Linked DNA regions of Ovis aries: region 2 is linked to region 1. The links are chromatin contacts, called in public Hi-C maps. All regions are on one chromosome and are shown on one strand. Each heading gives the region's core, a stretch centred on a gene start, on an enhancer-like site or on the middle of the called end of the contact. The rest is flanking DNA. Distances are from core to core; before and after follow the strand shown.

The links. A called contact is a pair of places that touch in the nucleus more often than the background predicts.
Region 2: a contact with region 1 is called in a Hi-C map of tail adipose tissue, with 7 times the contacts expected there. The contact joins two enhancer-like sites. A contact is called at or near these places in 10 of 16 Hi-C or Micro-C datasets (blood, hypothalamus, liver and 4 more).

Annotation. Positions count from the first base shown.
Region 1 is chr13:28,579,952-28,587,025 of ARS-UI_Ramb_v3.0, forward strand. It overlaps FAM107B (family with sequence similarity 107 member B), which reads right to left. Exons shown (of 5, transcript XM_042230569.1): 3 at 1-110. The coding sequence starts at 54. Among named protein-coding and RNA genes, the nearest start is that of FAM107B, 55 kb to the right of the region's middle. Within about 2 kb of position 3,655, at least 10 of the 54 cell types and tissues checked have an H3K27ac peak or open chromatin away from gene starts, as enhancers often do.
Region 2 is chr13:28,816,484-28,823,557 of ARS-UI_Ramb_v3.0, forward strand. CDNF (cerebral dopamine neurotrophic factor) reads right to left here. Exons shown (of 4, transcript XM_004014237.6): 2 at 6,944-7,071; 3 at 5,723-5,864; 4 at 1-676. The coding sequence ends at 498. Among named protein-coding and RNA genes, the nearest start is that of CDNF, 16 kb to the right of the region's middle. Within about 2 kb of position 3,693, at least 3 of the 54 cell types and tissues checked have an H3K27ac peak or open chromatin away from gene starts, as enhancers often do.

The DNA.
Region 1 (7,074 bases), core at 2,405-4,904:
CTGAGGCCTAATGAGTTCAGGATTGTCATCGTCTATATAGTCTGGCTCGGCCATGATGTTTCTTGGGATGAGATACGTGTCCTTGGGGTCAGGATCCTCCAGTGGGCTGTCTGAAACAGAACGATGAGAGTCATTGTGGCGTCGGTTCAGATGTCTGTCTGCCCAGAGCAGAGGCCTGGGATAGCCGAGCGCATCCTCCAGGGGGCCTCCGCCACTTCATTGGAAACCCTCTGAAGCTCTCTCTGTTTTAGCCACGGTGGGTGACGAGGAGCGGGAGGAGCCCACTTGGTTCTGGGAGCAGACAACTAAAGCACAGGAGAGGCCCACCCCCAGAAGAGTCCGCACCAGGCTCACCGTGAGCTTCAGGTCACACCACCATGTCTAAATACCCACTGAACCCACAATGAGCACCTGGACACCAGACCCAGGTCCTTCACACTCCCTTCAGCCTCCAAATTAAGACGTTCTAAAAACGTACAGATCCCAGAGCCCACATAAGAGGCCAGCAGCTCCCTGGGGGCAGATCAGCCTTCTTATCCTGCCAGGCTATTGGACCCTGTCTCCTTCCCACTCCTGTGAGCACCCTGGAGACTTCATTCCGTTCATAGCCTTTTGCATCTTTCCTCAGATGGCACCTTCTCAGAGAGCCCTGACCTCCTAACAGCCCTGCTTAAACCTGCAATCCCACCCCAGCCCTTCTGTGCTTCCTCCAAACCACAGGTTGACTGACTAGTCACTGGCCACCTAAAGCAGATGCCCCTGAGGGTAAGGATTTCATCCACGCACACACCCCACCCTCCAGCTGCCAGATCAGTGCCGGGCGCAGGGGAAGGGACCAGGCAGCAGAGCCCAGCTCTCCACACTTGTCATCTAGAAGGAAGAGGAGGCTTCACTGGAGAACAGAACAGACCACCCAAGTGGCTTATTTCTGGGCTTGGACTCTGTTATCAGCACGTGACAGGAACACATGACGTGATGACCCCTGGGTCCTGTGTTCAATTTAAGTCCATGTGTGTAGAGGCCCCTGGAGAGTGGGGTACACGTTTCCTTCCTTCGTTCTCTGCAGCCTCGATACCCAGCGACAACTGTATAAAAACGTGTCATATTTTGTGAGACGGAAGAGAAAAGGCATGGGGGCAAGAGCTGGGGGGATATGGTTGGCTGAGTGCAGGCTGAAACCCCTGTGATCCACCTGGCAGGTATCCGGTTGCTGCAGACCCCTGGGCCTGTCTCTCAGCGCTTACCCACCCCTGCTCCCTCTCCCTAACACATAAACCTTTCAAGATAACCAACACATCATTTTATGCCTCCCTGTCCTGCAGGATGACGAAATTTTCCAAACCAAAAGTCAGAGGCAGGGCCTCACTACAGCAGAACATCTGATAGTGGGACTTCCCTGGAAAGTCCAGAGTACATGCGTGTTAATTCTCTGGCAAGAGCCATGCCCCCGGATGGAACAGGGATCTGAGAAGAGGGCAAGGGCAGGAGTGAGGATCCCATATGAACAGGCTCACACCCAGCACTGCCCCCTGTCCCCACCTCTCCAGGTGAGTCAAGAGAGTGGTCCCCCTCCCCTGCATCCTCAGAGCCCCAGCAGCACCATGCAGATGTATTTCCGGTACAAGAAGCATCCGTACACCTGGGAGGGCTTCCCCAGTGGCTCAGTGGTAAAGAGCCTGCCTACCATCACAGGAGACACGGGTTTAATCCCTGACCTGGGAAGATCACCTGGAGAAGGAAATGGCAACTCACTCCAGCATTCTTGTCTGCAGAATCCCATGGACAGGGGAGCCTGGCAGACTGCGGTCCACAGGGCCACAAAAGAGTCAGACACGACTGAGCGAGTGAGCACTCGTGCACACACACGCCGTAACCATACATGTCTGTCTAGTCTGTGAAAGGGCCAGAAACACTTTGTCTCCAGCTTTAAATCCGAGGGTCCAGCCAAGTGTCTGGCACATGGCACAAGCTGAATAAACTTTGAACTTAATCAAATCTGTAATAAACAGAAAGAAGACAGAGCCCCTGTGAGCAAGCTCCTGGATGGAAGACAGACTCCATCTTTATTTCTGCCCATGAAATCAATGCCCCAAGCAAATACCCAAGTGAAAGAGAGAGAGAGAGAGAGTGTGTGTGTGTGTGTGTGTGTGTACACACGGGGCAGGGTTGCAGGCAGGAGAGACGTGGCTATGTGCTTCCATGGACTCTGGCATGGGGGTGGGGGAGTGGGGGTATAATCGAAAAGAATAAAGATGCAATCTCAAGTAGAATTTAGAAATAAGTAAAACGGGTCCAGAGGCCAGTAGCTACAAGTAGGAGTCTTGGGTCTCAAAGTCATCAGTGATGTTTCCTGAATCTCTGAACTGTCCTCAACAGCAGCCAACAATTTCCCAACACTTTAGATACAGCACCTGTGGGTACGTGATCACACCTGATCCCAGTGACAGTCCTATGAACAGAAGCACTAGAATCTTTATTTCACAGACAATAAACAGAGGAATAAAAGTTAAAATAACTTGCCTAAGCTAATTTTGCCAATAGTGTAAATCTCAGACTTGAAAAAAAAAAAAGAAAATTAACACTCTCTGATCTGAAAACTCATGTTCTGTCTCCCAAATTACAATTTTTCCTATTTTTAATAGAAAGATCTTTTGAAAATTAACATGAAATAAAGAGGGAAAAAGAATAAATTAAATCAACTAAAACAGAAACACTGTGGCTGCATCATTTATGTATTTTAGGTATACATGCACGGCCAAGCAATAATACACACGTATCTAACAGACTGGGCTTCCCTAGTAGCTCAGTTAGTAAAGCGTCTGCCTGCAGTGCAGGAGACGCGGGTTCGATTCCTGGGTTGGGAAGATCCCCTGGAGAAGGAAATGGCAACCCACTCCAGTAGTCTTGCCTGGAGAATCCCATGGATAGAAGAGCCTGGCAGGCTACAGTCCATGAGGTTGCAAGAGTCAGAAACGACTTAGCAACTAAACCACCACCACCCCATCTAACAGATTAAACCAAATATTCCTTATATGCTACCTGCATTGATCTTTTAAAAGACAAGTATGTCTGCAGCCTCCCCCAAATGGAAACTCATGAATTGGGCCTGTCATAGGTCAGCGATCCCATCACATCAGCCTGACTATTTGAACTGGCCCCTCAGAGAATGCACTCCTTAGTGGAGACTGGAGAAGTGCCAGACAGACCTGCAGGCAGTCTTGATTTTGTTTAGAAGCCAACAGCAGTTTCATCTAGTTAATCAGTAGACAAGAAGGCAATGAGCTGCCATAAAAGGATTAGTCCCTCTGTCCTAAACCAAGGGTAATCTCCCCGACCTCACATCCAGATTCCTGCCTCCTGAGGTCAAGGTGTCAGCAGGGGAGGGGAGCCTGTAGACCTGGGGAGAAGAGTGTTCCAGACTCGGGGAATAAAGAGTCAGGAGCACGCCTGATGCATCTGAGGAAGGAGAGACATGAGTGAAGGTGGGGATGGAGGGGGACCAGTGGGGGCACCAGAGAGGGGTGGGATTCGATGCGGGGACTTGAAGGCCAGTGCCAGGGCTCTGGCTTTTGCCCTGAGTGACAGCAAAGAACCATTCAGGGCTCTGAACAGGAAGTGACGAGCTCTGACTCATGTGTCTGGACGATTATTCTAGCCGAGTGTAGGACGGGCCCAGCACAGCCAAGGAAAGACTCCAGGAGGCAGCTGTCAGGGGACCCAGGTGAGAGATGGGTGCAGCAGACCAGATGTCATTTCATTTCAGCCCTTGGGACTTCCTGAAGGACTGTACACCAGGAGTGAGACACACAGAGGGGTCGAGGGTGCCTCCAAGGGCTCTGGCCTGAGCAACGAGGACAGAGCTGCTGTGGTGGAGGCCGTGAGCACAGCAGACGGGAGTGAGGTCAGGAGCTCCCTTTGGGACATGCTGGGTTGGAGATGTCCCTGGACACCCGGGTGACTGAGGGCAAGCAGCTGAGGCAGTGAGGGGCCAGACCCTGGGGGGCTCCTTCCTGGTCTTACTAAGTGACTGCCAGGGTCTCTCACTTCACCTCTCCCACAACCCCCCAACCCTCCACTCCCACTATTCCCATGACAGGAGGCCACACAGATGCCCACTGCCCCTGGTTCCCAGAGGTCAGGGCTGGGGTACATTGTCTTGGGCCTTGGTGGCAAGAGACAGATTGAGCTTCCTGTGTACACAGTGAACAGACTTGAGTTCTGAGCCTAGAGAACAAGTTCTAGCTTGGATTCTTCTTCACCTTCTCTTAAGACTGGGGGCCTGAGGAGCCTCTCTTTTTCTACTGGCCTGAGACAGGATCGGCCTGTCTCCTGCTGGACAGAGGCAGACAGGCCACGGGTGGGCAGCGGCTGAGGGAGCTCTGCCCATAAACGAAGGCACAGACTTCTTCCTTCTTCTCTCTCCCTGGTTTGTCCTTCATCCAAGTGGAGACGGGAGAGGGGGCCCCAGCCTGAGTCAAGTGTACAGACCTCAAGCGAGACTGCAAACTAGTCTGAGGGGAAAGCTGTGGTCGCAGGGAGTGGACCACGCTGGGGTCTGGGAAAGGTCATGTATGAGAAGGAAGGTGGCCCTGAAAACTGTACACGACAGAGGCCCTGCACCCATGAGCTGCTCCCCACTCCTGTGTGGGTGCCCGCTCAGTCGCACGGCTGCGTCTGAGTCTGCAACCCCACGGACGGTAGCCCACCAGTCTCAGACTCTTGTCTGTGGAATTCTCCAGGCAAAAATACTGCAGTGAGTTGCCATTCTCTTCTCCAAGGGATCTTCCTGACCCAGGAATCGAACCCAGGTCTCCCGCACTGCGAGCAGATTCTTTACAGTCTGAGTTACCAGATACATTACACTGAGTCGAAGACTTATCCTTAAATGAAGGAACAGAATCCAGGAAGAACCACCAGGAGAGGGAGCCCCGGAGCTGCCTGGAGTCTCAAGCAACGCGGCTTAAAGCCTGAGCAACCAGTAATCCACAGCCCAGAAGGAAAGAGGAGACAGAAAAATGTCTGGAAGTAAAGGAACTTTGAAATGGGTATCAGTATTGCTACATGAAACCTTCTTCCAGAAATTAACATGAAGACACTCTTATCAGATACACGCGCCTGGACCAGTAACTGATTCACAAAGGGATTTTTTAAAAACTATCAAGTCAGTGAAGGAAAATGAGGGTCAGCTCAGTAGAGAAGCCCCCTTCATGTTCTCTCCGGTAACTTTTTTCTTTTTTTAAAAGCTTTTTCTTCTTTTAAATGATGGGGCCCATTAAATCTCTTTGCTGTTTGCTGGTGTGTTTGCTTGTTTTAATGATAATAAAGTATTCTTTACAATCCCCTAACTCACTGGGAAGTCTCCCTAGGTTTACTCACCCCCTCCCCTCATGTAATCCACAGTCGATGGTAACTTTCAATGGTTCTAAGACCCATTCATGCTACCAACATTAAGACCTTTCTGCAAAATGTGAAGTCTATCACACGCACGTGGAGTTCTGAATGGCTCTGGCTGCAGTGCAAGGCATGTACCAAGGAGACAGGGCTGATGTTGAGAAACTCTGATGCTGTTTTGAGGTCGAGGGGTTCAGTGAAAGATTTTAAGCTGAGGAATAAAAACACAGATTTGCATTTTAGACAGACACTAACACTGTACACTAAAAATGTAACCTGATGAGAATTCTGCCTTTGATTCCTGTGAATGAGCAAAATCATTACTAAACTCCACTGTCTCAGAAAAGAGAGGGGACTTCCAGCCTTATAGATGCCCTCTTGAGTCCTTCTTTGCATTTTTCCCCTTTTCAAAGGTTAACCGTGGGTCCAGGCCTCTGCTAGTCCCGGGTATTTTGTGTTGACTGCTTTTCAGAGGTGAATAACCATCCCCACAGAAAAATTCCACAACTGGATGAATAAACATTCACTGCATCTGGGTTTCCCATTAGACTATTCCTGGCTCCGGGAGTTCATTTTCAAATTTCTACATCACAAAGATAATTTTATTATTTTTTTGGTAGGGCTTGGGGGAATCTTAGTTCCCTGACCAGGGACTGAACCCAGATATTATTAGTTCATAGTCCTAGCCCCTGGGCCACCAGGGAATTCCCACAAAGATAAAAGCTAAAACTTAGTCCTCGGAGATATTGCAGGTTTGCTTCTAGACCACAATAAACTGAGTATTGAAATAAAACAAGTCACCCAAATTTTGGGGTCTTCCCTCATGGCTCAGCTGGTAAAGAATCCACCTGCAATCCAAGAGACTTGGATTCGATCCCTGGGTTGGAAAGATCCCCTGGAGAAGAGAAAAGCTACCCACTCCAGTATTCTGGCCTGGAGAATTCCACAGACTGTATAGCCCATGGGGTCACAAAGAGTCAGATGTGACTGAGCGACTTTCACTTCACTTCACCTCAGTACATATAAAAGTTTTATTTATACTATAAAATAAAACAATCCTCTGAGAGGAAAAAAATCAAAATTTACAGATTATGCTAAGTTCCATGTCCACCTCAATATTTAAAATCTCTCTAAAGCACTCATAAATGAATCCTTTAGAAAACAACACCTGAAACCTATCAGTGCATGCAGGTTACAGTTATACCAGAACCAAACCGAAGCTAAACAATTAAATGTTTGAAGTGCTGCAACTTCTGGAAAGTAATTCCCAGGAAGTTTTTAAGAGCATTTGTTTCCCAGGCTGTCTCTAAGAGATTTACTTGGAAAAATCCAAGTCACTTAAGTTTGCACGCCAGCCAAGGCCAGGCTCGGGTCAACCTGGAAGAGCAAGGACTGTCCCTGGAGCCACGGCAGTCTCCCTCAGCACCCACAGTTCCCAGAAGGGAGCCTGGTTGTGAGGAGGAAGGCCTTGAGAGAGCAGAAAGTGAGTTAAAATGGGAATTTCTCCCAAACACCCAAGGGCTTCACTTACAAAACTCCTGAGCCTGGGAACAACCTGAAGATTCAGTCTTGTTGACAGGAGACCATGGCACTATCTGGGACCCAAAGGCATCAGACAAGCGCCCAGATGACCTTCGTGGCCACAAACTCAACAAAGGCAGAAAAGTGACGCCGAACCAGAGC
Region 2 (7,074 bases), core at 2,443-4,942, 240 kb after region 1:
TTCGTACATCGGAGAAGGAAATGGCAACCCACTCCAGCGTTCTTGCCTGGAGAATCCCAGGGACAGAGGAGCCTAGTCGACTCTGTCTAGGGTCTATAGGGTCGCACAGAGTTGGACACGACTGAAGCGACTTAGCAGCAGCAGCAGCAGCATACAGAAAGCTTCTGAGTACTCTCTTCCTACTTAGAATCAATTTACTCCACTGATTTTTCAGTGGTTCCCTTTTCCCAGTGTAAGGAGATAGGCAATGGTAATTGGCATATAAGAAAATTATGAGAAAGGCACTTGTAGGTTTTGGTACACTGCAGATTTAAGAAACCACTAATACTAACAGTTCTACTTATAAACTCAGGTAACCAATTCTGAAGTGTCATACCCAAACAAAAAGTCTGAGACCACATATATTGAAATTCCTGGTTCCTCTCAACCAATGCATCCATATCCTAGAGAGGCATTTTGTCTCTAATTACAGCCAATGGTGCGCTGGCTTCCAGGAGTCAGAGCTCTGTTTGGGGGTGCGTCGCTGCATACTTGGGTGCCAGTTCTTTGATGAGATTCACGTAGTCGGTTTTTTCTGCACAGGCCCGGCACTCTTCTCCCCAGCCATGCAGTATCTGCTTCAGCTCTGCTACTCTCAACTTGGACAGGTCCACTGATGCCAAGTCCAGTTTCTTTTCTTCATGACAAAAAGGAAAGGGATACATTAAAAAAAAAAAAAAAACTAAGAAAAGCAAATGGTGTTACTTATCTTGGTATTGTCTACCCTGTGATCCAAAGTGGGGAAGAATTCCAAGGTCTATGGAAACCAAGACATACCTAAGAAAAATGTATCGTATATAAAGCTATTTTAGGATAACTCATGATCTATCAGCTTTCCTGTCCATGGAATCATACTTGTTGCAAAATGGGGACCTATGCAGTGTTCCTAAAACAAATAGCACCACATCCTAATCGCTACTTTTAAGGCAAAAATAAAGGAATCAAGAGGCTGGTGCCTTGGGATGGCCTTGTGTGTGGCCAACTGAAAGCATGGATTGTAATTTACTAGAAAGTATGGTTCACTTTCTCTTTTAGTTTTTTTTTTTTTTAAATGTGGACCATTTTTAAAGTCATTATTGAATTTGTTAAAATATTGCTTGTTTTATGTTTTTTTTTTTTTTTGGCTGTGAGGCATGTGGTATCTTAGCTCCCCAACCAAGGACTGAACTTGTACCCTCTGCATTGGAAAGTGAAATCTTAATCACTAGGCTGCCAGGGAAATCCCATGGTTCAGTTTTTATAGAAAGATATGTCTGAGGTAAAACGGGTGAGCATATAAATCACAAAGCACTAATACAAATTAGTTTTTATACAAATTTAAAGAATTTAAATACAATTTTAAAATATAAATTTAAAGAATATAAATACAATATAAAGAATTTTAGCTAGTTTTAAAATACAAATTTAAAGAAACACAAACACATGAATGAAATTAGGAGCATTCTCACCAATCCTTAGCTATTCTGGATCTCAGCTTAAACTCACCTGATTTCCCCTCCCCTACTGAGATCACCAAGCCACACAGAGTTGATTTACAGTCCTTTGGGGTATACCAACTTCTCTAATGCTGGTGCTTCTGTACCAGCCAATCTGGTTCCTAACATTCTTGCCAATAGTATCTGTCACCAGCATCTAACTCCTCTAGCAAGACTACTGTTTCCCTATTTACAGATTATCTTCAGAGAACTCAGCTACTGCTCTATTGCCAAGCCCAACAATAGAAAAAAACAATTAAGCTCATCTATAATATACTCATGACTATGATTTCTGTATCAGAAAGGGGCAGTTTTTCTCTTTCAAAACAAAGTGTCCCTCCCCACCTCCCCAGCCACTAGGTGGATGCTTGCTTATAGCTACAGCACTTCAGTTGACTTATTCAACTATTAGTTCTGGGACTTCTCTGGCTGTCCAGTGGTTGAGACTACACACTTAGCTCCCCAACCAAGGATTGAACTTGTACCCTCTGCATTGGAAAGGAAAATCTTAATCACTGCAAGAGGCATAGATTTGATCCTGGGTCAGGGAACTAAGATCCCACATGCTGCATGGTGTAGCTAAAATATTTTTTAAAAATTAGTGGCATCCTAGGACTTTTTTGGTTTGACATCTTCTGAAGCACTTCTTTTTACACCTACATGAAAGAACATGGCATTTAAAAGCCTTTTAATAACCTAACAGAGCTGTCAAGTGACTTATCAAAATTTTCCAATAAGTGTATCCTAATTTAAAAGTTGAATTTTAGACTTAGGAAAAAAACTTAATCAAGGCGGTCAAAGATCTGTACACAGAAAATGTCAAGACTTGGATGATAGAAATTGAAGAATACACGAACAAATGGAAAGAGATCCCATATTTATGGTTTGGAAGAATTCAGAATGTCCATACTGGACTTCCCTGGTGGTTCAGTGGATAAGAATCCACCTGCCAATGCAGGGGACACAGTTTCAATCCAGGAAGACTCCACAGGCCACAGAACAGCTGAGCCCATGGGCCACAACCATTCAGCCTCTGCTCCAGAGCACAAGTGCAACTGCCAAGCCTGTGCACTGCGATTACTGAAGTCCACATGCCTGGAGCCTGTGTTCTGCAACAGGAGGCGCTCAGCATTTGAGTATGGCGTGCTTAATCATGTCTGACTCTTTGTGACCCCATAGGCTAGCCCACCAAGCTCCTCTGTCCACGGGATTTGCCAGGCAAGAATACTGGAGTGGGTTGCCATTTCTTACTCCAGGAGATCTTCCCCACCCAGGGACTGAACCAGGTTTCCTGCGTCTCCTTCATTGGCAGTTGGATTCTTTACCACTGCGCCACCTGGGAAGCCCTCTGCAACAAGAAAAGCCACCGCAATGGGAAGCCTGCACACTACAACTAGAGAAAAGTCCGAATAAAGCAGCAAGACCCACAGCACAGCCCAAAATCAATAACATGAAGTGTTTTTTTAACTAAATGTCTATACTATCCAAAACTATCTATAAAACCAATGTAATCCCTACTAAAATGCCAGTGGCACTTTTGCAGAGATAGGGGAAAAAAAAGTCCTAAAATTTGTATGGAATCACAAAGGACCCCGAATAGTCAAAGCAGTCCTGAGAAAGAACAAAATGGTGAAGACAGTTAATAATGCTGTATTGTATATTTGAAAGTTGCTAAGAGAGTAGAGCTTAAATAGTCTCAGCACAAAAAGGAAGGGTAATTAGATGATATAATGGAGCTGTTTGCTAACCATCACAATTGGTAATTACATGATAATGGTGGAGATATTAGCTAACATGGTAATCATATTATACTATATAAGTTTATCAAATCAACATATTTTATACCTTAAACTTACACACTTTGATATGTTAATTATATCTCAGTAAAGCTGGAAATAAATCAAAATTGTATATAGAGCCTTTTTTATTTGGAGGGTCATTACACTCTGTGCTGCAGAAAATTCTTCCATTCGTGTGTGTGTGTGTATTTTGAATTTAAACTTTTTATTTTAATTGGTGTGTAGCCAATTAACAATATTGTGATAGTGTCAGGTGCATAGGAGAGGGACTCTGCCATACATATACATGTATTCATTTCTCCCCAAATTCCCCTCCCATCCAGGCTGCCACATGACGTTGAGCAGAGTTCCCTGTGCTATACAGTGGGTCCCTGTTGGTTATCCATTTTAAATATAGCAGTGTGTAAATCTCAATAACAACCTCCCTAACTATCTTTTTCCGCCACCCTTCCTCCACTGGTAACCATAAATTCAAGAATCTTTACAATTTTTAATAATGATTCCTATTCTTTTAAAAAAACAGAGAAAGCAGAAACATCCTCTCAGGTTCAAAACCAAATAACACCTTCCTGATTGAAAACATATTCCAAATCTACACTTACCTTGTTTTTTAATTTCATGGTTGATATGACAGAATAATACCTTTTAAGAGAACCTTTTATAGCCCAGATTTTAGTACTCCACAGCTCAAAGGCCCTTGTTCAATATCAACTTTTTCACCAAAAGGAAGCTGGGAAAAATTTAGAGCTAGTGGTCTATTCAAGATAAATAGTGGAAGGAGAAAATTACTTTCTTTTAGGTGCTGGTAGTTTCTTCAGGTTATTCTGGAGAACTTATCATTTGATATCAATTTAAAAAGAAAATTCTCTATGGCACCCTAAAGCTACAGGGGAAAGGTTGATACCAAAAGTAAATCCAGTCCATGGCTCCCCAGGGGCCTCTAGTGGCCAGCATTGCTGAAACATTAGTGAAGTATTCATTCCTTCTCAATACTATTTGATGAATTTTTCTATTATTCAAGGAGCCCAGTAAGATACCTTGCTCATAGCAGAAATTATTCCAAAGAAATGTGCTAAACAAAAGAATCAGTACAGTTTTGTCCCTTTGGGGACTGTTTTTCCTACGGACTCAGTGATTCCTCCTTCTACTTCATTACTTGGAAGCTAAGAAAAAGATGCTAGTCCATCATCACCACCCTGGAAGTTAGGGCTTGCCCTTGCCCAGCTGAGAAACAGGTTGTCTTTGATATCTTCCAGACATTAAACCTTTTTAAAGCCAGATGTGCAGCTATGGCGCACAGGCATATTACACAGCTATGTTGGAAAATAAGACTAAAATATTAATGATTCAGAGTTGGGTACTAATTACTTAGGTAGTTTAAAATACTACGCCATGTATGTAATGTGAAAACAATGACATAAACAAAAGAAATGGACTTCTCCTGGTGGAACTGGAGGGGTTAAAGGATGGGCTAAAGGCGGAATTCCCCAGCCTTCTATAAGTCCTATCCATCTACCCCAAAGGCTGGCCCAGATACAAATTATCTGTATGAGAATAGATATATGTATGTAAAATTTATAAGGCCAAGGATAACGTTTTAAATAGGACATCTTCCTTTTCTGGCTGTTTATTTTCAGCACTCTTGATAAGTCTATTTCATCAGCCAAAATCTGATTTAATGTGATTAACCTATTTCCTAAAAGTTAAACCTGGCAGAGTGATAGACTTAGGAAGAATGTTAGAGCCCCATTTAAAAGTTCAGGGTCCTTACATTACCTTTGAGTAGATGCACCTTTGGTCTTGATAGGTTCGTAAAGTCGTTCAGTCGTGTCTGACTCTTTGTGACCCCATGGACTGTAGCCCACCAGGTTCCTCCATCCATAGAATTTTCTGGGCAAGAGTACTGGAGTGGGTTGCCATTTCCTTCTCCAGGGCTTAATAGGTTACCAAGAGCTAATTCACCATGAATAGCTGCTCCCTTGAATTTTTTTTTTTAATTGGCCATACCACATGGCATGTGGGATCTTAGTTTCCTGATCAGGGATTCAACCCATGCCCCCTGCATTGAAAGGGCAGAGTTTTAACCATTGGACCGCCAGAGAAGCCCCTCCCTTGATATTTTGAACTTTTCCTTGACATATGTAGTTGAAAATGTCTTGGTGATTAAAGAGTTTAAATTTTGCCATTTGGGTGGGCAGTTTCACCTAATGCTGATTGTGCCAGAATTCATTTTTCTTTCCTGAAAGAAGCTCAGACAACACAGGACACCATCCAGTAGCCCAGCATCCTATTAGCAAGTGTAGAATTCCTTTCCTTCTAACACTGTTTAGAAACCTGGCCCCATGCTTAGGGAACTGGCAATACATTGGACATTGGGGGCAGGGGGGGGAACATTAAACTCCATTATACCATATTTCAGCTCACAGATCTGACTGTCCATCTTCTTCAGCTTCTCACAAATCTTCACTGCAGGCATGTGCACACTCATCGGGCGAGTGACCTCACTTAGGATCTTAGTAGCGGCATCTTTTGTTGCTCCTAGATAGTAGCACTGAAGGGGAACAAAGAGAATTTAGGGTCCCAGACACTGGAAAAAGCAAGCAGTATAATTTCCAGAAGTGAGAAAGAGGTTAACCTAGTTTTCCCGGGCCAGGTCTTAAACTTAACCCCTACTCACTAAGACGTGAGAAAACAATGACTCCATTCCCATGATCAGCCTAATTTGAAGAGCCCTGAAATTCACATTAAACTTAAAGACCAATGATGAGAGATAACAGTTGCTAAATGTTTTGTCTGTATCAGATGCTGCTCTCAGGGCTTTAAAGGTATTGATGTATTTATTTCTCATACCAAGGCTGTGACATTAGTACTAGAACTTTCCCTATTTCACACCCAAGCCAACTGGAGGTCACCCAACCGGCAAGTAGAAGAGACTGAATCAATTCAAAAATCTAGCCTTCTGGCTCTGGGGTCCATGCCCTGTTCCATCCTGTTGTACTGCCTTTCAAGCTACCTGAAAAACATTTTACATTTAAAAATATAAACCTTAATGGTGCAGACAAATGCTGAGATTTGTATAGTGTGTCAGTGGTAAGCAGTTAACAAGGCAAATTTAACTGACAAATTCAATACAACAATTTTAGGCAAAGCAAATTGGCCCAAGATTGTCTTTAGTGCTATAAAGACAGTATATTGGAACAAGTCATTTGTGTTTACCCAGGAAACACCATTTCAAGATAATAAAAATACTTCATTAATTATGCATAAATAATGATGTAAAAATATTTTGATAGGTTTCACTAATTGTCTTCACTAGAAATGTAAAGTCTACCCACACTTAACTCAGGACACTAAATAAATTCTCATTAGGAATTCAATTGTATAGTAAATAATTTCATTTAAGAAATCATGGAATTGGTTGCCTATGTTTTTTCCAAAAAGCCAGATGAAACCAGACATATTGTAGGTGAAAATACATTGACTCCATTTTCCTGAAAGATCAATTTTTGCTGGCCTTCTACAGGGAACATGCTTGGGGCAAGCATCCAAACAGGAGAACATTAAACTCAAGATGAAACAGCAGTTTTCTCCCAGAACAGGAGGGAAATGAAAGGTGAAAATTTACCATACCAGGCGGTTTTCTTTTCCTTTGACATCCAAGCAAAAGTTGATTAATTCCTTTTCTATGGTGTCCAGGGAAAAGTTGACTCCTCTGGCTATCAAGGAGTTGTAGAATCGACTCAAGAATTCTTGACATACTA